2 separate regions of the Sus scrofa genome follow, and region 1 is linked to region 2. The links are chromatin contacts, called in public HiChIP or PLAC-seq maps. All regions are on one chromosome and are shown on one strand. Each heading gives the region's core, a stretch centred on a gene start, on an enhancer-like site or on the middle of the called end of the contact. The rest is flanking DNA. Distances are from core to core; before and after follow the strand shown. Region 1 overlaps TANGO6 (transport and Golgi organization protein 6 homolog). Region 2 holds the start of HAS3 (hyaluronan synthase 3).

Region 1 (4,643 bases), core at 519-3,018, 160 kb after region 2:
AAGGATCCATCGTGGCGGTGACTCGTGGTGTAGGTCACAAACAAGGCTTGGATCTGGCATTGCTGTGGCTGTGGTGTAGGCCAGTGGCTACATCTCCTATTCAACCCCGTGTCTGGGAACTTCCATATGCTGCACATTTGCCCTTAAAAAAAAAAAAAAAATTGCAAAAACCTAACCAAGTTCAATGAATTTAAAAAATGAGTTCAGGGAGTTCCCGTCATGGCTCAGAGGAAATGAATCTGACTAGTATCCATGAGGACACAGGTTCGATCCCTGGCCTCGCTCAGTGGGTTAAGGATCTGGTGCTGCCATGAGCTGTGGTGTAGGTCGCAGAGGCAGCTCGGATCTGGTGCTGCTGTGGCTGTGGCGTAGGCTCAAGGCTGCAGCTCCGATTCGACCCCTAGCCTGGGAATCTCCATATGTCGAGGGTTCGGCCCTAAAAAGACCAAAAAAAAAAAAAAAGTTAAATGTAGACACTTTAACAAACAGCAACAACTTTGAATGTGATGTGAAATCTGAGTACAGTAACTGACACCAGTTAACTATCACATGGACTTTGATTAACAAGAACTTAGTTCAGCAGTAATAACATCTACAATAGCACCTAAAAAGTGGAAATCATTTAAAATACACTTATGACCACCTTACACCAGCCAGAATGGCCATCATCCAAAAGTCTACAAACAATAAGTGCTGGAGAGTGTGTGGAGAAAAAGGAACCCTAGTACACTGCTGGTGGGATTGTAAATGGGTGCAACCACTGTGGAAAACAGTATGGAGATGCCTCAGAAAACTAAAAACAGAACTACCATTTGATCCAGCAATCCCACTCCTGGGCATCTATCCAGAGTAAACCATGACTCGAAAAGACACATGTACTCCGATGTTCACTGCAGCACTATTTTCAATAGTCAAAACATGGAAACAACCTAAATGTCCATCGACAGAGGAGAGGATCAAGAAGATGTGGTACATATACACAATGGAATATTACTCAGCCATTAAAAGGAATGAAATACCGGAATTTGTAGCAACATGGATGGACCTAGAAATTATCTTGCTAAGTGAAGTCAGCCATACAGTGAGACACCAACATCAAATGCTATCACTGACATATGGAATCTGAAAAAAGGACAGAATGAACTTCTTTGCAGAACAGATACTGTCTCACAGACTTTGAAAAACTTATGGTTTCCAAAGGAGACAGTTCAGGGGGTGGGGGGATGCACTGGGAGAGTGAGATGGAAATCCATAAAACTGGATTGTGATGATCACTGTACAACTATAAATCTAACAAATTTATTGAGTAATAAAAAAAGAAAAAATTTAAAATTAAAAAAATAAAATACACTTATGAGATGTTGAAGAAATAAATTATCTATTCCACTGACATTTGTTAAGTGTCTTTTAATCAACCCCAGAAGGAAAAAAAACCCACCATAAAAGTACCATAAAAGAGAGCTATCGGATAATTCCCCTTAGGAATAAGTCTGACTCTGAACACACATATACCATTTTCAGAGTCAGCAAGAGAACTGGATTTTTAATGGTGTTGAGGCTGAACATGTGTCTGCCTTTTACTCTGATTCGCTGGCAAAGGTTTTGTGAAGTAGGTGGGCTTGTTGTGATGTAGAGCTGTGAGGCTCCAGTAAACTGAACCTATTAGCTAGCTTCTTGGAGAAACCTGGAGGATTACTTAAGGCTCACATTTCATTTAAGAGATTATAAACAGCAGCACCTCAGCTGCTGGAGTTTCCGGTTTCCTTTCTATCAGCGCCCCCTAGTGAATGGGTCACAGAATGACCTTTCAGGTACAACTAAATCTGAAGAGCAGAAGATGGGTGGACTCACCAAATGGCCTCTTTGATGGTAATCATAATGCCCCCTTGAGCGGCAGCTTTAAAGTGACACAGAGAATGGAGAGAAGGCACAGATCTGTCCAACCCTGCAAATCCTTTCAGGCTAGCAAGTGCTTTCTTCCTCTCCAGCTTCCCCAGGATCCATAATAAGATCTCTTGGCAAAGTGACCTGGCAGAAAAAAGCAGTTAAAAATGAGCTTGTCATCCTACTCCACATATCTAACAAGCTAACATAACAAAAAAAAAAACAAAAACAAAAACAACAACAACAACAACACCTGTCAGGTTCCCTGCATTTTAAACGCCGGCACAATCACCTAGTACTACTGACATACTGGAGTGGAAACTGCTCCCCGTGAACTTCAGAGTGCAAGTATCCTGAACTTCAATGCTCTAGAAGCAGCCCTGAGAAAACACATGGGCCCTAAAGGATTTTTTTTTTTTCTGTAATTCCAACTATATTCATTGCCTCTGGATCAGGCACTGTGAAAGTAAGTCTACACTGATAACACCATCCATGTTCAATGGGACAAAGAGCTGGTGACCAAGAAACAGCACACGGACAAATTCTCACCAACTCCTTATCTCCTCTTATCTGTGCCAACCAACTAGGGCAGGAATGGAAAAAGCGTTTGCCTCTTCCTTCTCAGTCTCTGATGAGGACATGACAGGGCTATGCGGGCTTGGGTTTCAAAACAAAAATAAGAGTTCTTATGGGAATGGCCTTTTGAAGCCAAATTCACATATTTATAGCTTCCCTCTTCCGCTGCACTTCCTCTTGTCACTTCCCTCAAGGTCATGGGCTTTGGTCTAACCAAAAGTTAAGGAGTCAAAGGCAATTATGTAAGCTTCGAATAATCCGCAAGGCTGAGTACTGCCCTTTACCATCGAATGATAACGATGATAACGACCACTTTCTGAGCTTACTATTTGCCAGAGACAGTGCCAAACAACACACAGCCTTCATAACAACCACATGAAGAAGATACTATTACGGTCTATGAGATTACAAGTGGGGGGTTTCCAGACACTGAAAAATCAGAATTCCATAGGACTTTTGGAGTGCCCGTCGTGGCGCGGTGGTTAACGAATCGGACTAGGAACCATGAGGTTGCGGGTTTGATCCCTGGCCTTGCTCAGTGGGCTAAGGATCTGGCGTTGCCGTGAGCTGCGGTGTCCATAGGACTTTTGGAGTGCCCGTCGTGGCGCGGTGGTTAACGAATCGGACTAGGAACCATGAGGTTGCAGGTTTGATCCCTGGACTTGCTCAGTGGGTTAAGGATGAGCTGTGGTGTAGGTTGCAGACGTGGCTGGATCCTGCGTTGCTGTGGCTCCGGTGTAGGCTGGCGGCTACAGCTCCAATTAGACCCCTAGTCTGGGAATCTCCATATGCCATGGGAGTGGCCCTAGAAAAGGCAAAAAGACGAAAAAAAAAAAAAAGAATTCCACAGGACTTTAGAAGGGCTATAAAGTCCTGTAAGGAAGATGAAACGACATAATGGCTGTGAAATGAGAGCTGATACAAAAATGAGTCCTACTTAAATGCCACTACAAAAGGTTATTTTCTGGATGACTAAGGACTCCTTCGTTCTAAACTACACCGCACAGCACACATATACCAATCCCAGCCTAAATTACAGAGTGCCACATTCAGATCCAGATTTCCCCAACTTGCCTTCTAACTTCTCACAAGGTATTTATGAGCCAATCTCGATTTCCTCCTCCCTAGACATGTAATTCCAGTATTTCTCACGGATCAACCAGTGGCATGTTCACACATGTAAACCGAGGTTCACCTCTGGAGTCTAAGACAGGCTGAGGAAAGTCATCCTAAAAGCAAGATCCAATCCCCTGCAACCTGCAAAGTCCTCTTTCTTTCCTAGAGGGCTGTCAAATGTTTTCCTGATTTTGAAAAAAATAATTTACCAAGTGGCATAAATCATATTCAAAATAAGAACAACATGCAAGAAAGACATCACTATTTACAGACGGTAAGGTTCTCTGGTTGTTACCTGGTGTGAGACACACTCTGCTTGGTAAAGCAGTAGAGAGAGAAGAGCACTCCCAGCACCGGGAGCAGGGAATCCACCAAAACGGTTACAGGGTCATTCCCGACCACGTACACCTAGGGAAAAGCAAAGGGTCCACAGTGAGTGCAAGGCCAGAGGAACAGGAATCAAACACCACACGCTGGAGTTCCCTTGTGGTGCAGTAGGTTAAGGATCTGGCGTTGTCCCTGCAGTGGCTTGGGTGGCTGCTGTGGCACAGGTTCGATCCCTGGACCCAGAACTTTCACATGCTGTGGGCATGGCCCCCCAAAATGAGAAACCAAATCAAACCCAACCAAAACACCACGCACTTATTAGAGGGCTTGGAGTCTAGTCCTGAGGTGAACAAGTTTAGTTCTAAGGCTACGGAAGCCATCTGAGACTGGCAGACAGGCTGAAGCTCAGGGACACTGAGCCAGAGCATCACCCTTTCATGTCTGCAGCCTCAAGAACTGCAGGGTGACCCCGGGAAGTGGACCCGCTTTCTGACCCCTTCCTTGCCTACTTCTGACTCCCTCCGAGTCTCATCTGTTATTCATCTCTACAATAATTATCTCACTGTTGAAGGCCCTGCTATTAGGAACTAATAAGCAATTACCGCCAAACAGAGAAGCTGAAGACTACCTACATCTGAAAGAAAACAAAGCAAAACAAAACAAAGCTTGCTTTAGATCTGTCATTCTTAGGACATAAATGCCACACGGGCATGTCGTATGCTTCCTAGTTCTAATAAGAT
Region 2 (4,894 bases), core at 1,167-3,666:
CAGGGCTGGAGAAGACAGACAAAGTCCAGGGTGTTCACTGACCGGAGCCTGGGGCTGCCCCAGGCAATGAGCCCAGAACCATAAAAAGAAAGACTGGCTCATGTGTATGAGCTTATTTGCTGATCCACCAGAACACACAGCAAAGAAAGATGCATAGTAGAGCATTATTTGGGGAGATTCTATGCTTCAAGGGAATAGATGACAGAGTCACTACAGCTTGAGCATGTGTCAGGGCTCAAGAGTTTTTTTCTAAGCCTTCTGAGTCCCTAAGGAAGTTTCAAAGGCCCCTTGAAACCTAGGTGAACTGCAGAATCAAGAATTGTCTCGAAGTTCCCATCATGGCACAGTGGTTAACGAATCCGACTGGGAACCATGAGGTTTTGGATTCGATCCCTGTCTTCACTCAGTGGGTTAAGGATCCGGCGTTGCCGTGAGCTGTGGTGTAGGTTGCAGACGCGACTTGGATCCAGCATGGCTGTGGCTGATGGCTACAGCTCCGATTTGACCCCTAGTCTGGGAACCTCCAAATGCCGCAAGTGTGACCCTAAGAAGACCAAAAAAAAAAAGAAAGAAAGAAAGAAAAGAAACTTTCCTTCCATATGCTGGGGATGCGGCCCTAAAAAAAAAAAAAAAAGCTGTCTCGCACATCCCTCCCTCTAAGACTGATGAGGTCCTGGGGCCTAGCAAGACACGAAAAGCCAGATGTTCCATTCTCATGCAAGGATGCATCTTTCCAGACAGCCAAAACCAAAAAGTCTGGGGCAAGCTAAATTTAGGGGAGGTACAGTATAGAAAATTTAAATACTGGAGTACTTGGCATGCAGTAAGCAGGACCGTGTTGGTATGTAGGTGGGCTGTGCACAGCCTCTGTCCATTCAGGTGATAGGCATGTGGAGAGGGCAGGAACAGAGGAGGGGACAGGGCATGATGGGCCAGGAATTGGGGGTCCTGGGTGTCAGTTTCTACTTAGCACTGAGATGCATGAGCTTTCATCAGTTCCAAGTTTCGTTATTTGAAAATCTGAGTGATGTAATCTTGTCAATGTAATAAAATTTCTAGGCTGGTGTGTGTCAATGTTCCCTTTGACTGGATGCTAGGCAGGGTCTGCTCAGGGTGCTGGCCCTGCCAAGACTGGTGCAGAGTCAAGCTGGGGCCTGCTTCACACCTGTGTCCTTCCACCGCACAGACAAGAACCTGATGCCGGGAAGAGGAGGACTTTTCAGCCCCTAACTAAAATTATCTGAGTGCTTTGGAACATGACCTCTTTTACTTTTCCCCCACACTTCTTTATGGAAGAGCTCATCCCTAGGTAGCCAGTGGTGAGGCATTGTTGCACAACGGACAAGGACAGACTTCCTAGGCACAAGTCCTGGCTCTGTACCTTACTGCTGCATGACATTAGGCAAGTTATTCAGCCTCGCTGTGCTTCAGGCTCAGCTTCTTTACATGGAAATAATAACAGTACTTATCCCCAGGGGTATTTGGAGGATTATTGCAGTGCCTATAACAGTGTATGCCATGAAGTAATGCTGTACACCTATGTGCTGTTATTATTGGGATACCAATCCAGATACCTGCCTAAAGTCACAGAGCTAAGTAATGGCAGGACCAGGATCTCCTTCGAGATCTTTCTGACCCCAGGACTGCTGTTGAGAAACATCATGCCTTTTTGCCACCTTCAGCACAAGGAGGAATGCGCACAACACAAAAAAATCCCCAAGGAGAGTACGTCTGGCTGGCTGGACACATCCACACACACACACCTGTGGGGGCGCCCTTACCTGAATGTAGTCCACGGAGTCACCAAGGGCCTTGAAGGCCGTGTACATGACCTCTCGCTTTCCTCCCCACTTCTGCATGATGCAGGAGAAGGTGCTGGCCCGCACCACATTCCGCACACGGTCCATGCCCTCCTGCAGGCTGGCCTCCGTCTCGCCCTCACCCGCCTCATGGAAGTTGCTGCGCCACACAAAGAAGCCGGCTTGCTCGTTGCCACCTAGCACCTCGTGGAAGATGTCCAACATGTAGGCATCCTCCTGGCGATTGCCGTCCACCACCATGACCACCTTGAGATCGGGGAAGGCGATGCGCTGGGCCGAGCGCAGGCACTTGCGCAAGTAGTCGGGGTCCTCCTGGTACGCGGCGATGCAGAGCGCCACTGAGCGCTGCAGCGGGGAGGGCAGCTTCAGTGGCCGGCCTGCCCGCCGCATGCGCCGGTGCTCCAGGAAGGCAAACAGGCTCTGGATGAGCAGGTGCAGGCCCAGGATGGCACCATACAGCCCAAAGGACAGGTAGTGCTTTTCTGTGTGGATGAACTGGTAGCCTGTCACATATGCTGCCAGAATGCCGCCCAGCACTGCCAGGGCAAACAGGCTGGTGCCCACCACACGCAGGGCTGTTGTCAGCTGCACCGGCATCTGGTAGAAGGCAGGAGAGGTGGGGTTAGGCAGGAGGCAGCATCTCTGCTCAGTGGGAGTGGGGGCATCACAGTTACCATTGATTGAGCATGACCAAGACTGTTGGTAGACCCAGAAGCCAGACTCCCGGGGTTCAAATCCCAGTGTTGCCACTTACTGTGAGACTGTGTTCTACCCCTTAGTTAATGCATCTGTAAAAAGTGTAGCATTAACCTCCTAGCATCTTTGAGGATTAAATGGGTTACGTACGTAAAGCACTTAAGGTAGCAGTTATTATTGTTGGACAAAGCAAAGCCAGAGAGACCTGTGTGGTACCCAGCTGTGGAGGGCAGAACTGAGGTCTGCCGGACCTGAGGCTCTCCTAGGAAAGCTTTAGTAGGGGTGAACCTGAGCACCTCAGGGGCCAGGAAGGACGAGGAAGGGCAGGGGCACGTAGGCAGTCTCTACCTGCCTATACCCAGTAGCCACCAATGAGGCCCATCAAGAAAGTAGGGAAGGAAAAAATGAGAAACAGCAGGAAACAAAGAGGTGCCAGGGGAAAAGAAGGAAACGGCTCCCTTCCATTTCTCAAAACAGTTAAATCAGTAACACAAAGTTTCCCTGTGTTCTTTGCTTTCTCACCTTTTTCTCATTCACTTGAGAAGCAGGAAAGAAAGGGAAAGCAACCGGGAAAAGTGGACAAGGGAAAGAAGAGGAAATGAGAGCTGGGGTGTGGGCAGCCCTCCTGGAAGCCTAACACTGGGAATCAGAGGAACTGCAGCCATCGCTGCAGCAGCCTGGAGGGGTGGCTGCCTGAGAAGCCCCATCCACTTGGTCCTAGTGCCCGCAGAGAGTCTCTGCACATCCCTCGGCCCCACACCTGGAAATGCTGCCAGGTTTTGTCTGCAACTAAGTCAGGGCTTCTAGCATCTTGCCCAGTTGGAAACAGCTGTGTTTTTTATGAAAAGAGCCCAGCACTCAGCACCACAGGACTTGTGCTTGAGCTACAGCTCTGCTACTTCCTTGGCTGCCTGACCTTGCGGGAGTTCTCTGGGATTTAATATCCCCCTGCCCCCCAACCCATGAGGCATTCCACTGGTTTCTTGCTCCCTAGGGCTCAGGTCATTCATTTTACTGATTAGCAACCCCGAAGGACCAGCCAGGTGGGAAGGTTGATGGCAGGTGGGGAAAGGCTGATGAGGACAGCTCCCTGCCCTGCATTCTGAGGCCTTCTCCCCAGCTCCTCTCCCTGCCACCTGCCTGATCTGGGGAAGCCTGTTTCCTCCACCGCCACGACCCACCCTCTAGAGACAATGAGGTCTCACTTCCAAGTCCAGATCTCACTAAAACCGCTTCCAGACCCCCACCTCAACAAAAACATTCTTGCCCACGGGTCTCTTCTCCTCTCACACAGTAAGAGTCTCAGCCGAGACTCAGGACCCAGCAGTATTCCAGCAGCTTGGGTCCGGAAAAGTGCTGTTGGCAGCCTCGCCTCTCCGGGAAGCGCGGTCTCCGGGCGCTCTGCCCCGCCATCCCGGAGAGCGGCGGCGTGCTTCCTCTGCAGGACTCTCACCCTCCCCGTGCCCCCCACCCCCCGCCCTCGCACGCTCTTGCGGCCCAGCGGCACCCAGGCCCCGGAGCGCCCCCATCGCCCTCTAGAGCTTACCTGCCTTGGGGGCGCTGCGGGCACTACTGCCTGCTTGCGCTCTGGGAAAGGGCAGGGGGAGCCGAGGCCAAGCCAGCAACCTAGCGGGCGCCGGCGCCACGCCTCGGTGCAGTGCCGGAGGCGGTGCCCACCAGGTGAAGGCACTGGCCACGGTTCTCACCTCCGCCAAAGCCTGGCCTTATGGGGCAGGCTGTGCCGACCACACCCACATGCCGGTTTCCCACGACCCAGCCGGGAAGGAACGGAAAACCCCAGGAGTCAGTTGAACCAGGCCCCGCTTCTCTCCTTGGGGGCCCCGGCTACCTTGGCAAAGTGTGCCTGCAGACAAAGGCGGCATCCTCGGCGTCGCCGGCCCGCTTTTCCGGGCAGGACACCCTCCTCCCCCGCTCAGGAATTGGAGGCATAACACCGACACCCGTACCCCATAGAGGACTCAAGAAGGTCCAACAGCCGGAGAACCCACGCGCATTCAAGCACGGGTGCAGGCTCTGCCTGAAGTGGCCCCGTCGCCCCCAAGCCGGCGGAGGGGAGCCTCTTGGCCCCCATGCCCTTTGCTCCTAAGGGCTCCACAAGAGCTCAATCTCTGCAGGCGGATGCGCACCTGGCTTCAAGGGCAAGATGTTGGGGGCGCTCCCCAAGGCCTCCCCCCACTCTCAGAGACGAGGGGAAAACAACCCCGGCCAAGGACACACGCCGCCCATCTACCCCCGAAACTTTGCAGGGCTGCCCAGTCTGCAGCCTCTCCAGCTGACAGGTGTGCCCTGCTGCGGGGCCCACACGCGGAAGGATGGAAACTTGCGGGCGAGGCGGGGGCTCTTTCCTTTGCGCCCAG

Evidence for each region. HiChIP or PLAC-seq counts read pairs in DNA pulled down with a chosen protein or histone mark.
Region 1: a contact with region 2 is called in an H3K27ac HiChIP or PLAC-seq map of skeletal muscle, with 7 times the contacts expected there. The contact joins the enhancer-like site here to the promoter of HAS3 in region 2. A contact is called at or near these places in 19 of 47 Hi-C or Micro-C datasets (adipocytes, alveolar macrophages, embryonic fibroblasts and 12 more) and 1 of 2 datasets of contacts at active chromatin or transcription factors (skeletal muscle).

Annotation. Positions count from the first base shown.
Region 1 is chr6:18,011,498-18,016,140 of Sscrofa11.1, forward strand. It overlaps TANGO6 (transport and Golgi organization protein 6 homolog), which reads right to left. Exons shown (of 19, transcript XM_021093875.1): 8 at 3,872-3,984; 9 at 1,852-2,028. Among named protein-coding and RNA genes, the nearest start is that of TANGO6, 58 kb to the right of the region's middle. Within about 2 kb of position 1,769, at least 3 of the 83 cell types and tissues checked have an H3K27ac peak or open chromatin away from gene starts, as enhancers often do.
Region 2 is chr6:17,850,595-17,855,488 of Sscrofa11.1, forward strand. It overlaps HAS3 (hyaluronan synthase 3), which reads right to left and starts at 2,417. Exons shown (of 3, transcript NM_001001268.1): 1 at 1,782-2,417. The coding sequence starts at 2,417.